2 separate regions of the Hordeum vulgare genome follow, and region 1 is linked to region 2. A link is a contact called in public Hi-C data. All regions are on one chromosome and are shown on one strand. The core of a region is the stretch at or near the end of the contact, and the rest is flanking DNA. Distances in the headings are between cores, read along the strand shown. Region 1 has its middle 8.2 kb from the start of LOC123448004. Region 2 holds the start of LOC123448002 (F-box/LRR-repeat protein 4).

The links. Hi-C and Micro-C count contacts between places; a contact is called where the count stands out from the background.
Region 1: a contact with region 2 is called in a Hi-C map of leaf, with 5 times the contacts expected there. The contact joins the enhancer-like site here to the promoter of LOC123448002 in region 2. A contact is called at or near these places in 3 of 6 Hi-C or Micro-C datasets (leaf and seedling).

Annotation. Positions count from the first base shown.
Region 1 is chr4H:96,676,817-96,683,698 of MorexV3_pseudomolecules_assembly, reverse strand. It overlaps the pseudogene LOC123448003. Among protein-coding and RNA genes, the nearest start is that of LOC123448004, 8.2 kb to the left of the region's middle. Within about 2 kb of position 4,843, at least 2 of the 3 cell types and tissues checked have open chromatin away from gene starts, as enhancers often do. A contact at or near this core is called in leaf, where this site is marked.
Region 2 is chr4H:96,487,571-96,493,976 of MorexV3_pseudomolecules_assembly, reverse strand. It overlaps LOC123448002 (F-box/LRR-repeat protein 4), which reads left to right and starts at 3,135. Exons shown (of 1, transcript XM_045124759.1): 1 at 3,135-4,880. The coding sequence starts at 3,135. The coding sequence ends at 4,679.

The DNA.
Region 1 (6,882 bases), core at 3,594-6,093, 190 kb before region 2:
GCTCGATGAGCTGCTCCAGGTCTAGCGCGCAGTCGCGCTCCACCGGCGTGCCCAACAGCGCGTCAAAGTGCTCGAAGGCCGCCTCCACCATATCCCTCTGGTCCGTAAGAATCCGATCATGAACGTTTAGGGTATGGATTCTGTTCTTCTGCCTGCGGTAGGTGCATTGTCGATGGAAGAACGAGGTGTTGGCGTCCCCGTCCTGGAGCATGGTGATGCGCAACCGTTGGCGTGCGATGGAGCGCTCCAGGGAGGCCAGGCCGAGGTGGACCAGCCTCAACTGCTTGTGCAGCCATTGCTCGCTGGAGGTGAGGATCCGGGTCTCTTGCGCACCATCGAAGCGCAGGCACAGCTCCCTGGCTATCGCAAGCTTGTGTTTCACATTCCCGACGGAGCGCGCACTCCAGCTAGTCAGGCTGCGCGCAGTGGCTTGGAGGCGAAGCGCAAGGCGCCGGAATGGGTCGTCGTCGTGGACAGAGTGCCATGCAGCTTGCACCGTTTCCTGGAAGCCATCGAGGCGTAGCCAGAAATCTTCAAAATGGAACCGTGGGCGTCCTTTTGACAGTGGCGAGCAATCCAGGAGCAGCGGGCTGTGGTCCGATATAACGGACGCAAGGCAGCGTAGGTGGCATTCTCCGTGCATGTCTTCCCAGTCGGATGTGCACAACACACGGTCCAAGTGGACCAGGGTGGGCGGTGACTGCCCGCTGGACCAGGTATACCGCCGTCCGTTTAGGTAGATCTCCTTGAGCGCCAGGTCGTTTATGAGGCGTCGGAAGCGGCCCATCATGCGCCTGTCAAGATTCCCATTGTTCTTGTCCTCGTCTTTGTATATGAGGTTAAAATCCCCACATACCATCCATGGGCCATTGCAGCCTGCACGCACATCACGGAGCTCTTGCATGAACGCTATTTTTGCCGCGTCGTCCTGTGGTCCGTATACCACGGTGATCCACCATGGCGTCCCTGTCGCGGTAGAGAGCTTGGCGGAGACAGCGTTTGTGGTGAACAAAGGGTCTGTGATGGACACCACTTTGCTTTTCCATGCTAGGAGGATGCCTCCTCTCGACCCATCGGCGGGTAAGTACGTGTAATCATCGAACTCTGATCCCAACGCCTCGAGGACGGTCGACGAGCAGATCAATGCCATCTTCGTTTCTTGCAGACATACAACCGATGCATTCGTTGTGCCAAGGAGCGACCTAATGCTCGACCTGCGCGCGCGGGCGTTCATGCCTCGCACATTTGCCACAACTATCTGAAGGCCGTGATCCATAGACACGAGATCGACGGGCCTTGCGGTGCGACGTGGCTAAGTCGCGACAGTGGCGACGATGGGGTCGGAGGGACTCGACGCTTCCTCGAAGGTAGATGGAATCTCCCGGTCCACCAAGGCAGCGATGGCTGCGAGCACAGTCAAGGGGATGGGCGTGGCGAAGACCCCATCATAGGCGCGCATCTCGGCCTGCGTGATCTTCTGGTCTAGCCCGATGATGTCGAGTGTGCGCAGGACTTGGACCTGCGCCCTTCTCTCCGCGGTCGGAGGAGCGGCTGCCTGTGCAGCTTTGGTGGCTGATCTGCTGCGGCGCTGGGTGGGGGAGAAGTTCAATGGGCGATGTCGTGGTCGTCTGTCGGGCGCGGCGAGAGCAGCGTTGAGGTGTTTGGTGGCGGCCGTGAGGAATTCCCCCAGCGTGAGCGCGCGAGGCCTCGTCTTCCGCACTCCTGTGCGACGCATCGTGACCGGAGGCGAAGCGAACTTGCCAGGCGTTGGGGTAGCCGACAGGGGTGCAGGCTCGTCGTCGATCAGCTGCGGCGTGCATGGCGTCTCGGCCACAAAGCTGGGCTCCTGGCCCAGTAGCGTAAGGGGCCCGAGCGGAGGTGGGCCTGCACCCGGGGTTGCTGCGTCTGGGCCTTCGCATGGGCCGTCCTCGTCGGGGTCAATACCGATCGGTGTGGTGGTGGAGACACCGTTAGTCTCGTCCTCCCGCGTCAGGCTGCGTGTGGGCCAGTCTGCAGAAGACTCCAAACCAGTAGCAGGGCGTGACCCAGGCGAATCGCCACTTTGTCCCGACACAGGATCAATGCCAGGGGCGCCGATGGGCCCCGCTGGCTGGGTGTCCGGTACGTCGCTGCAGGGAGGGGGGTCCTCCTGATCCCGAGGTGCGCCCTGGTTGGTCGCAGCGTTGCTGGGTCCAATGTGTCTGCACGGCCCCGCGCTAGGCGACATGCGGTTTGAATCGTCGTTGGTCCGGCCGCAGTCATGGGTGGGTTCTGGGCCAATGGGTGCTCGCCAGCTGGCGGTGCTTCTGATCCTGTCGGGCAGGGCGCTGTTGGCACGGCAGCTTTTGCAGGAGCGGCCACAGGGGGTGGCCCCTTTGGCTGCCAAACCCACTTTCCCCTTTTGGCAAAGCGACGAGGGTGCTGGGCCCCGCCACGCTGACCGGGCCAGCCGTCCATCTTGTTCCCCGCGTAGCGTACGGGCGGCGGCGCTGCCGAGCGAGTGGATGGCCAGTTAGAGACGGCCACCCCGTCGGCTCGAAGCGCACGGCCTGCCGTGTGCCAGCCGAGGGTGTCGATTGCCATGCCATCTGCACGGCCGGCCGGCGGCGCTTGCGGCCGCGGCAGCGGGCGCGGCCAGGCCCTGGGCCAGTGGCCGGGTCGTTGCCCGTTGCAGCCCCTCCGCTGCCGTCGCCAGGGTCTGTGCTATCCCCCGCGCTACGGGCGACCGCTCTGTCCACCTCGGAGCGAGAGAGCGTGACCGTGAAGGGGTAGATGAGCGTGCGGACAGAGGGCGCGACGGATGTGGAGCCGGAAGGGATGAGCTCAACGATCTCGAGTTCGCCGGAGCGGCGGATGAGGCTGGGGTCGTGGGCGCGACCAGAGAGGCGGAACACGCCTAGGTCTGCACGAGAACGCGTGTGTGGGTGGAGGCGCTCGATCCACACGCTGGGTCCGAGGATGTGCTCTGCCGTTGCGAGGTGCCAGGCATGGGCGGGAATACCGCGGAGCTCGAGCTCAACGCGATACTCGAACGCGCCGCAGCCGGCATGAGCGAGCTTGCTCCAGGGACGAAGCGTGAGGGTGAAGTGCAGTCCTCGCACGAAGTGTTCGCCGCGGAGTCGGTCCATGGAGTGCTGGGAGCCGAAGATGATGAGGAAATCCTCGGGGTGGTGGGAGTGGACCGTGAAGTCCCCTTCCTCGAGCTGGAACGAGCGGTACATCTCGCCGGCGACGTCCTCCGGGGTCACACGCGGCCTGGTTCCAGCGATGGTTGGCCACCAGGGCGCGGGACAGCACCACCTCCGCCTCCTCCATCTCGACGGAGCGAGCCATGATGATGCGCGCTGGCGCAGGGCCAGCGGCCATCGGCGCTGCCGGAGTTGGGGCCGGAGGGGGTGGGGCTGCAGCTTGGCGTGCGGGTGCAGCACACGGCGCGGCGGCGGGCAGAGGCGCAGGCTTGGCGCGCAGGTGGGTCTCGCAGTCGCGGGAAACATGGCCGGAGATGAGGCACCGCCGGCACCTGACATCATTGGTGCAGTCCCTCACCCTGTGGTAGCGGTCTAGGCAACGGAAGCACAGGCCTGCAACCTCCTCCGGGGAGGGGCTGCGCGGGCGTGGCGGGCTCGGCGCAGGCGTACGACGAGGCCGGCGGTGGTGTTTGCGCCGGGGATGCTGGAACCCGTCCGCGTCCAGAGTGACCTCGCGTCCGACGCGGTGCACCTCGGAGCGGGGTCCCAGGCGGTCCTTGGCGGGGAGCTTGCCCGCAGCCGTCGCCGTGGCCGCCGCGGGGCCTGCCGCCTCCGGCGCGGCGGCAGCAAGTCGCAGCGGGGCCGCCGGCGTGCGCGCGACCTCACAGTACGAGCGCGCCGAGGACTCCCCATCGGACTCGGCCCAGCGGCGCTCGCCGAAGGAGACGCGGTCGCCGGAGCGGGAAGGGGAGGCACTGGGAGACGCCATGGAGGTGGGGTGGGACTTGGAGGAGCGCTGCCGGCGGGAATCGACGGCGGCGTGGTGGGGGTGGGCTAACCTAGGCTAGGGAGGGGTGGGAGCGGAGCGGGGGTGGGAGCGGAGCCATCTCTGAATCCCTCGCCTTTTTGTTGTAAGTGTTGCAGTGACGAATTTTGAGGAAAACGTATTTGGTTAGTGCGTCACCTTATTTGGTTTCTATCTCAGCCTTTCTGTCTTGCTCTTGTTGGCTTCTCATATACTCTCTCTGTCCCAAAATAACTGTCTTAACTTTGTATTAGAGGTAGTACAAAGTTATACTAAGCTTAAGACACTTATTTGAAATGGAGGGAGTATCTCCTAGGGTAACTTCTAGTGATGGATAGTCAAGTAGCCAGTTGAAGAATGAAATTTTCTCACATTTGAGCTGTGCTGATTTTACTGCAAGAATGCTCATTTATCTAGATGTTCTTTTCCTCTTATCAACCAGGTGTCAACCAGTGCAAAGAGAGAAGGGGGGGAGTCGCCGGCCAATGCCCGAGTTTTGTTGAAACCATGCTTTTAAGGTCACCCCAAAACAATTTATCCTAGTTGTCATTATTTTATTTGCAAAATATAACATTTTTTTGCCCATCTGCACAAAATAGAGAAAACATCAAAAAGTCTGAAAGTGACACTCTTGTGAACAAGAGTGGCTGGGCCGTTGCATTTGGTCCATTTGTGGGGTTAGGATTGATTGGAGACTTCCTCATATTTAAAATGCACACATTGTTTTCTGCAGCCGTATTCATGAAAAGGTGGGAAATAAGTGAGCCGAAAGAGACATCGTTGTATTTTGTTGGAGCGTTCAACCGTGTGAACTACTTTCAGTCGCCATCATGGTGCCATATGTTTCTGGCAAGCTGCAGACTTTGACTTCATTCTATCACCTCTTAAACAGTGTCACTCTTTGCAAATTAACTCCCATCTGATCACTTGCTCCCAGGGAGGGTGCTTATCTCTGTAGTTGCTAGTGATGGAGGATGACCTGAAGAAGCTGGGGGGCGTACACCAGCTAGCGATCCTCAACATCGTCGAGAAGACGTAGGCGCAACAGAAAACAAACCAAGAAAAGGTTCATCGGCTCAAGGTAGACATAAAGTTACGAAAAGGAAACTTATACAGGAGTGTTAGAACGAGCCACCTCATCATTTGAATTTCTATCTGTCGTTGTCATATAACCCTGGGTTGCAGTCTTTCTTGACCTTATCTGCCCACCTTTGAAATGGCTTCTTTTGTTGCAAACTAAAATCAGATCACTTGCTCCCAGGGAGGGCAGGCTTGAACTTGGCATGGAGGTTCTGATTTCAGCAGTGGCAGGTGATCTTGTCAGCCGGTTCATCTCTTTCCTGGCGCAAAATTATGGCACTCACAGATGCGAGGAGGAGGATCGTAGAAGGTTGGAACGCATCTTGCTAAGGATGCACATGGTTGTTGAGGAGGCAGAGGGGCGGCACATTACAAATCGAGGGATGTTTCTGCAGCTGAAGACACTCATCGAGGGAGTGCATCTCGGGTACTACATGCTTGACAGGCTAAAGTTCCAATCCCTTGGAGAGAGCCTTGAAGACGACGAGGTGAGTCACTGGAGCCAATCTCTTGCCGTTTCTACTTTTAACGCCGCCAAGCGCCTTCTTTTGCTGTTGCTGCTTCTATAATGAAGAACACACCAATAGCATTTGGTACCGGGAGCACAACAAAGTTGAATAGTGTTCTTGAAAGTTTAGAGGCTACGACTGCAGATATGAGGGAGTTCGTCGTGCTCCTCGGCAGCTGTCCTCGTCTTCCTCGCCAGCCATACTGTACGTACCTATACATGGATAATTGCATGTTTGGTCGCCACATCGAGAAAGAGCAACTCATCACCTTCTTGCTATATGAGGACAGTCGTCCTGATTGCACACCTATTAGCATCCTGCCGATCATAGGCCCGCACAGAATCGGAAAGAAAACTCTGGTGCAACATGCTTGCAAGGATGAGAGGGTGCGCAATCGTTTCTCCGACATGTTTTTCTTCAAAGGAGATGATCTAGCGAACGGAGTATTTGCATTGAACAGCCAGGCAGCCTCAGGGAAGTACTTATTTGTTGTGGATTTCATCTTCGATGTGGATGAGGCAGCATGGACAAACTTCCAATCATATTTGCAGAAGCTGCCATTTGCTGGGATCAAAATTGTAGTGACAGGCAGAGCAGAGCAATTTGCAAACTTGGGGACTGCTCAACCCATCAGGCTGAAGAGTCTGTCTCAAGAAGAGTACTGGTACTACTTCAAGGCACTTGCCTTTGGAAGCATGGATCCTGATGAGCATCCGAAACTGGCATCTCTGGGCATGCAACTAGCGGGGCTCCTACAGGGATCATTTCTTAGTGCAAACATACTCGGCGAGCTACTAAGAGCTAATCCAAGCACAGAATTCTGGCGCGGAGTATTATTGAGCATAAGAGGACTAGTTCGTGAGCACTTGTCGTCCTTCGGCGTGCACCCGGAGGACCTCCTTGGTAGAAATTTCCCTGTGAATTTCGGCAGCACGGCCTTAGTGGGTGGTCAGGCTCAGGGATATCTGGTATATGATCTTAGGGAGGCTGTCGCTGGTCAAAGTGAGCTGCCAAAATTGACATCGCAAGAACTACTTACGGGCCGTGATGCACCTGTTGAAGAAGACAAGTTTGAGGTGCTAGTATGGAGATCTCGGATCCCGCCATACCGTGACTACGTTGTTACTTACGAAAAGCAGAAGCCAGATCGTGTCATCGGCAGGAAGAATCATGTGGCGGTGAGAAAACGTCAGCGCAAATGTTAATCTTGCAAACAGAAGTGCACACAGTAGTATGTGTGTTATGCACATTTTAGATGAGGTATGTGAAGTGCAGTGAGTTGCTGTTGCTAGCCTGAGTT
Region 2 (6,406 bases), core at 1,886-4,385:
TTCAAACCTTCAAAGTCCGCGTCCACTGGAACCGGCCAGACCTTTTCATAAGCTTAAAGAATGACAATGCCCGTTCGCCTAATTTGGAGATGAAACTTCCCAGGGAGGCCCGACATCCGGGCAACTTTTGCATCTCCTCGAGGGTCCGGGGAGGGCGCATATTCTCGATGGCCCTAACCTTTTCCGGGGGCTAGGCACGGCGCCGCGTTGAAGTCGATCAATTCGGTGCGGTAGTTGTGGCATGTACCGAAGGTGACAAGAAGGCGTATCTACCTTAGGGGTCGTGATACCGTCCGTCACCCCCGGAGAAACACCTGGTGGGCTTCAAGAAATCGCAGCGCACCTCAAGCGCCTCAAAGTTGGCGACGGTGATGACGTTGTCCCCAGCGCCCCCGTTGATGAGAGTCCTCGTGACCGCGACGTTGCTGATGGTGGGGGTGCATATCATGGGGAGCGTGTGTGCGGCAGGTATTGATCTAGGATGATCCCTGGCGTAGAAGGTGATATCGCGCCACACCCAACCACGCGATGGCACGGAATCGCACTTTCGTAGGGCGACACTTGCCCTGCAGTAAGACGGCTTAGAATGATGGTTGTCGGTGGGGGCCTGGCTCTAGGGGCGCTCCGGTGGCGGCGACGTGGACCGCCCGGCACTCGGTGCGCAAACGACGGGGGTCTGCCATGGGATTGATGAGGCTGAAGACAAGAAGGAGCTGGAGAGCGACGAGGCACCCCTACCGGGCACACCAAATGTCAGAATCGAGGCTCCGGGGACCCAAGAGGTTTGAACTCTAGGGTGTGCAGGGTCTACTGCCTTACTCTACACCACAACACCACGGGGCACTCCGGCGTGCTCGAGCTAATGAACAAGAACTGCGGACATGACCGTTACCCAAGTTCGGGCCACCTCGCGGTGTAAAACCCTACTCCTACTTGTCTGGATTGCTCGAGAGTGAGGGAGAGTACAAAGGTGTGTTCTTGCTAATTCTGGGGCCGATCCCCCCTATGGTAACCGCATGCCCTATCTTATACTGGCCCCGGTCCTCTTCCCTCGAAAACAGAGTGCGGGAAGGGTTACCACAACGGTCGGTTTGAAGGGGGAGAGGATCGCAACTTATCCTGACAAAAGCATTCTTCGCGTGCAAAAGCCTCCTGCCACGATGCGTTGGTGGGCTCGGGGATGATCTCCGTCCTCTTATGCCCTCTGCTTTAGCTTTCTTGCACCCAATGGAAATCTTTGTGATCTCCCTCGGAACCGGGAGCTGACCCTGGCCGCTTAACACAAAAGGGGAAACCTCCCCCTTCGTGCCCGCTGGCATGGTTCCTGGCACCGTTCGACGTGTCGTGCATCATCCACATGGAGGCACAAGACCGTGTGACCTCACCGGGCCATGTGTGACTAAGCTGCCCCGCGAGGCCTTGGGGGCAACCTCGGGAGGCGACCTCGCGAGAGGGACTTTGCCTGGCTCCCGACGCTACTTGCCGACGTGTGCCTCGCGAGGCGGCAGCCCTCGCGAGGGCCTTGCTCGTGAGAACAAATGGTGGGCCATGATGGGCCCATGGTATGCATCGCGTCCTGGGCCGCAGGAAGACGGGCCTGGGTACCCCTAGTCCCGCGGACCCGATAGACATCTTGTTGGTCAAAGCTTGCTTGGCCACAGTAATAGAACCAATATGCAGCACCGAACAAAAGGGGAACAAGTATTAGGAGAAATTTTGAAACGAGTATCACAAACAAAAAGAGTATGTGGAGCCGCATCCTATCGTGACCACCCGTTGTGGCATCTCTCCAACATCGATGGGATATCATTCAAGGGGTAGTGAACAAGTACGTCGACTACTACTCACAAGTGACCAAACACCCTCAAAGTGGGATGGGAGTGGCAACTCATGTAAGCTCAATTGCTTCATCTTGTTGTCATTTGAATATGCTTTTTGTGTTTGCATTCTTGTGCTCATACGCATGTTGTTTGCTAGACGACGGTAGCGGCCACTTTATATCATAAGGTGGAGAAGAAGTCATTTACTTTTAGTCATTGTTGGATCATGCTGAATGGCAAGGCAAAGTGCACACAACTCGTGGCCGATCTCAAGTCCGGCAAGAAGAGGTATGATGGCTGAAATTTCCATCAATTCATTGGGTTAGACGATGAAGAGGACGATGTTGTCATCATGAATGAAAAAGCCACCGTGCCAAAGGATAATCGATAAGTAATGGAAAAAAATGGAAGAAGGTAAGGGTCTTCTGTGACGCCGCTGTTATAAAAATATCGTTTACATGAACATGTATTTTTTCAACAAAGAAAAACAAGAAAGAAGAAAGATACCATCTCATATTAAATGCATAACTGTGGGCGTATAGGGACCGGATTTGCAAGTCCGACTCTAACCATGATAATAAAAAACCAACGATTTTCAGAGTTGACCTGGCGTCGCGCCATACGTTGTGATTCCTGCGAATAATCCGACGGTCCAGACAATATGGCCCAGACAATATTTGCGCAGAAAGAGCATAAAGAACGTGATATCATTTTCCGATACTAAGGCCCTGTTTGGTTTCAAATAAGTCACCAACTTATAAGTTGAAAAGTGCAAAAAATGACTTATTTTACCAAACAGACCCAACTTATAAGTCACCCCAACTTATAAGTCATAAGTTGCTCCACTCCAACTTAAAACTTATAAGTCACCCACTTTTACATGGAAATGTGACTTATAAGTCAGATGACAATCAAACAGACGTGACTTATAAGTCACTGGTTTTAAGTCACCTGATTTGTTGAAACGAAACAGGGCCTACTACACCTTTTATGTCTTTAGAACCGCTGAAAAGAAAGCATTCCATGGAACCTCGAATCCCATGATTTATCCACCGGAGCCGCCTCCACTACCATTTTGGAAGGTAGCCAACGCTTGACTGCCACGCACGCCCACGCCGCCGACGTTGATACGATACGGTACCCCCACCTCGCTTGTCGGCATCCTCCTCCTTCCCCACCTAATCTCGCGGGACGCCACACAAGAGCTAGCCCCTTCCCCAATCCCATTCCCACCTGAGGCCGCCGAGCAGCCCAATTCCCCTGGAGAGAGAAAACAGGGGACCTAAGCGCGCCGTGCCGATGAGCTGATCCCCCCTGGCTACGGCGCCAATAAGCCCCCGACGCGGCGGCGGAGGCCGCCGCGCCGGCGGCGGCGGCGGGGCATGCGGCGACCTGGACGCCGCGCTCTGCGACGACCTGCTGCAGGAGGTGTTCCGCCTGCTCCCGCCCGCCGCCGGGCCAGCCGTCTCCCTCGTCTCCCGCCGCTGGGTCGCGCTCCTCCGAGCCTCCACGTCCCGCCTCACCCTCCGCCTGCCGCCGGCCTTCGCCGGAGCATCGGCGGCTCCTCTGGCTGACCTGCTTTTGCACTACCCTTATCTAACCGCGCTGGCCGTCGTCTCTGCGTCATCCGCCGCCGCTCACGACGCTGATGCGATTCTGTTCGCGGTGTCCGCCTCGCCCTCGGCCACCCGGCTCACAGCGCTGCGGTTCTCGCTCGGTTCGCCAGTCTCGCCCGCTGCGCTGGGCGCTGTCTCCGTCACGCTCTCCGGCCTCACCTCGCTCCACCTCACCGCTCTCAGCCCCCTGTCGTTCCGTTGGCTCGCGTGCTTGCCCTGCCTCAAGTCCTTCGCCTTTGTCAACTCCGGCGTTGCCGCCGTTGACTCGGCCGGCTCCAGCTCCGATGACGCCTCCGGCGGCGAGGGCGACGCCGTAGAGGCGTTGCCTCTGGAGAGGCTATCGCTGTGCGGCATCCGCTCTGGCGACCACGGGTTCAGGTGGCTATGGCAGCGCTGTGGGAGCCTACGGTGGCTGCAGCTGCGCGCTTGCGACGGCATCGGAGATGGCCCCGCGTCGACCGCCTTCTCAGGATGCCTCGCCGGCCTGCTCGAGCTTGAGCTCCGCGCCTGCCGCACCGTCGCCGACCGCGTCCTCCTCATCGCCGCTGACCGGTGTTGTGCTCTCAAGTCTCTCCTGGTGTACGACGGAGGCAGCAGGGAAGCCCTCCTCCAGTTCATCCGTCAGCGCGGCGCCGCACTGCACACCTTGGACCTCCGCCTGCCTCTCGACCTGCACAACGACCACCTCCTTGCAATCGGCGCAGAGCAAGGCCACGACAGCCGGGGCAGCCTTGCCGTGCTTCGCCTTCAGAGCTGTGTCCTCGTCACGGGGGACGGGCTCCGTTCTCTCGCGCGCACGGCCATTGGGGCGGGCATCAAAGATGTCGCCCTGGTGAGCTGCGACGTGGTTGAACGGGAGCCTGGGCTGCTCACGTTCCTCAGCCAGAGCATGCGCCACCTCCGCCGGCTTGATCTGTCTTACAACGAGACGCTGAAGGACAAGGAGATTGGAGCCATGCTATCGTCTTGCCGGAATCTGATTGACATCCGGTTTAGGGGTTGCCGCGGCATTACCGGAGAATCACTGGTCTCGTTGCTTAGGCACTGTGGGCAGACAGTGGAGATCGTGGACATCTCCCGCTGCCCTGCCATTAAAGGGGCCAGTGTCGAGCTCTTTGCGCAGCGGGCCACCCGGTTGAACCATTTGGTCATCGAAGAGAGCTCGGTGTCGGAGGAACTGAAGGCGATTGCACGGACGAAAGGCATGAAAGTTGGCTCATTGCCTTGTGATGGATCATTCTGAAGTACGGTAATCTTCTTATACTGCATGTTGAATAAGGAAAGTGTTTTCCTTGTGTATAATACTCTGGTGGGAATGTGTGTATGTATGTCTTGTTAACTCTGAACTTGTCATGAAAAAGCTCCTCTTGCTGCCTGGCATGTAAATTGAGCAGCAAGAATTGTGCTATTGTACATGTGCCAAGTAATAAAATTCGAATTGTTACATGAGTTTCCGTTTATTTTTAGTGCGTAATGTATGATTATGCAAGAGCTGCATGCTTTTTTTAGATAAAGCTACAACCAAATAATTTGATGCAACTACTGTTCTGCAAGTCCTTTTCAGGGTGAGAATCTCGTATGTGAATTTGGTGGAGTGCAAAAACGGATCAGATGCTGAACATGTTTTCAAACTACGTTCACGCTTGCATTCTTTCAGATATTGATGTTCTTATACCACTCTCTCTGTACTTAAATAATTATAGTTAAAAAGAACTAGATTAATTCTTTCTGACTACAATTATTTAGATACAAAGAGAGTACATCGTATTCGCATGGGTTTAGAATATATTGATTCCAAAATGTACTCAGGATAAGCACAAGTTCAGATATGGATGAGAAGAACATTGGATTAGATTCATTGAAGTCAGTAGTTTTGCATTTTGTTCTGTTTTATAATCATATACTTCCTCCGTTTCAAAACAAGCGTTTCAAGCTTAGTATAACTTTGTACTAGAACTAGTATAAAGTTGAGACACTTATTTTAGGACGAAGGAGTACATAAAAGTTAATCAAGGAATCTACTCAAGTGCTGACGTGTCATGAGATGAGGGGAGAGAACAACTGATTCCTGCAAATCATACCTCCCTCTAGTGCATGTAAGTTGATTCTACCCGGGCCGGCTTGGAATTTAAAATTTGCTGACTTTGTAAGTATGTGTAACTCACGTTTCAAAAGAAAAATTATATGTGTAACTTAATATATTTTTTTAAACGAGACAAAAGATTTATCATTATCATTTATTAAGAAGAAGATAGTTGCCCGGTTAATTAAAGGAAAACCGGACGGAATTCGAGATTATGAATCCCACATGGGGCACGCGGACGACTTGACCACAAGCGCCAAACAATCGACCGAAGCATCAAGAACACGACATCTTTGATTTTGCCAACAAGCTTCACAAAGAAAGTTGCAAGCCAGCACAATATCCGGAGAGCACCACCCACTAAAAATCGCCCTTATAGCGTCATCGTTGCCGCAGTGGCCGCGTCGCCCGCAGCTTTGACTTTTCTGTCACAGCCAGAAATAAGGATACACGCATCCATTGACGCACTGGACCATCGAGAACAGAAGGACAAGCCGCGACTCAGATCTACTCGTCACTATCGTCGCTGCCACGCTCGTCGCAACGCCATATCAACCTCGCACCGCCGGTCGGACACCTGCCGACGACGATGCCATGCACGCCCATCCTCTGGGGAAGCGTGAAGGAGACCATGCCCTTCAAGGCGATGCCCCCAAGGGGGAGCGACGTTGAAGCGACGTCGTCGCCCGATACACACAAATTCTTGAGCTTTCACCTGAAGGACATTTGTATGTTTGTGAACTTTTAAAACAAAGAAAACGATTTATCATTTTCATTGATTAAGAAGAAGCAAGTTGTCTCATTAATTAGAGAAAACCCGAGCGGATATTTCAGGGGTACCTGAACTTTTGGTGTCGGTCAGCAATAAAAAGGACATTTATATGTTT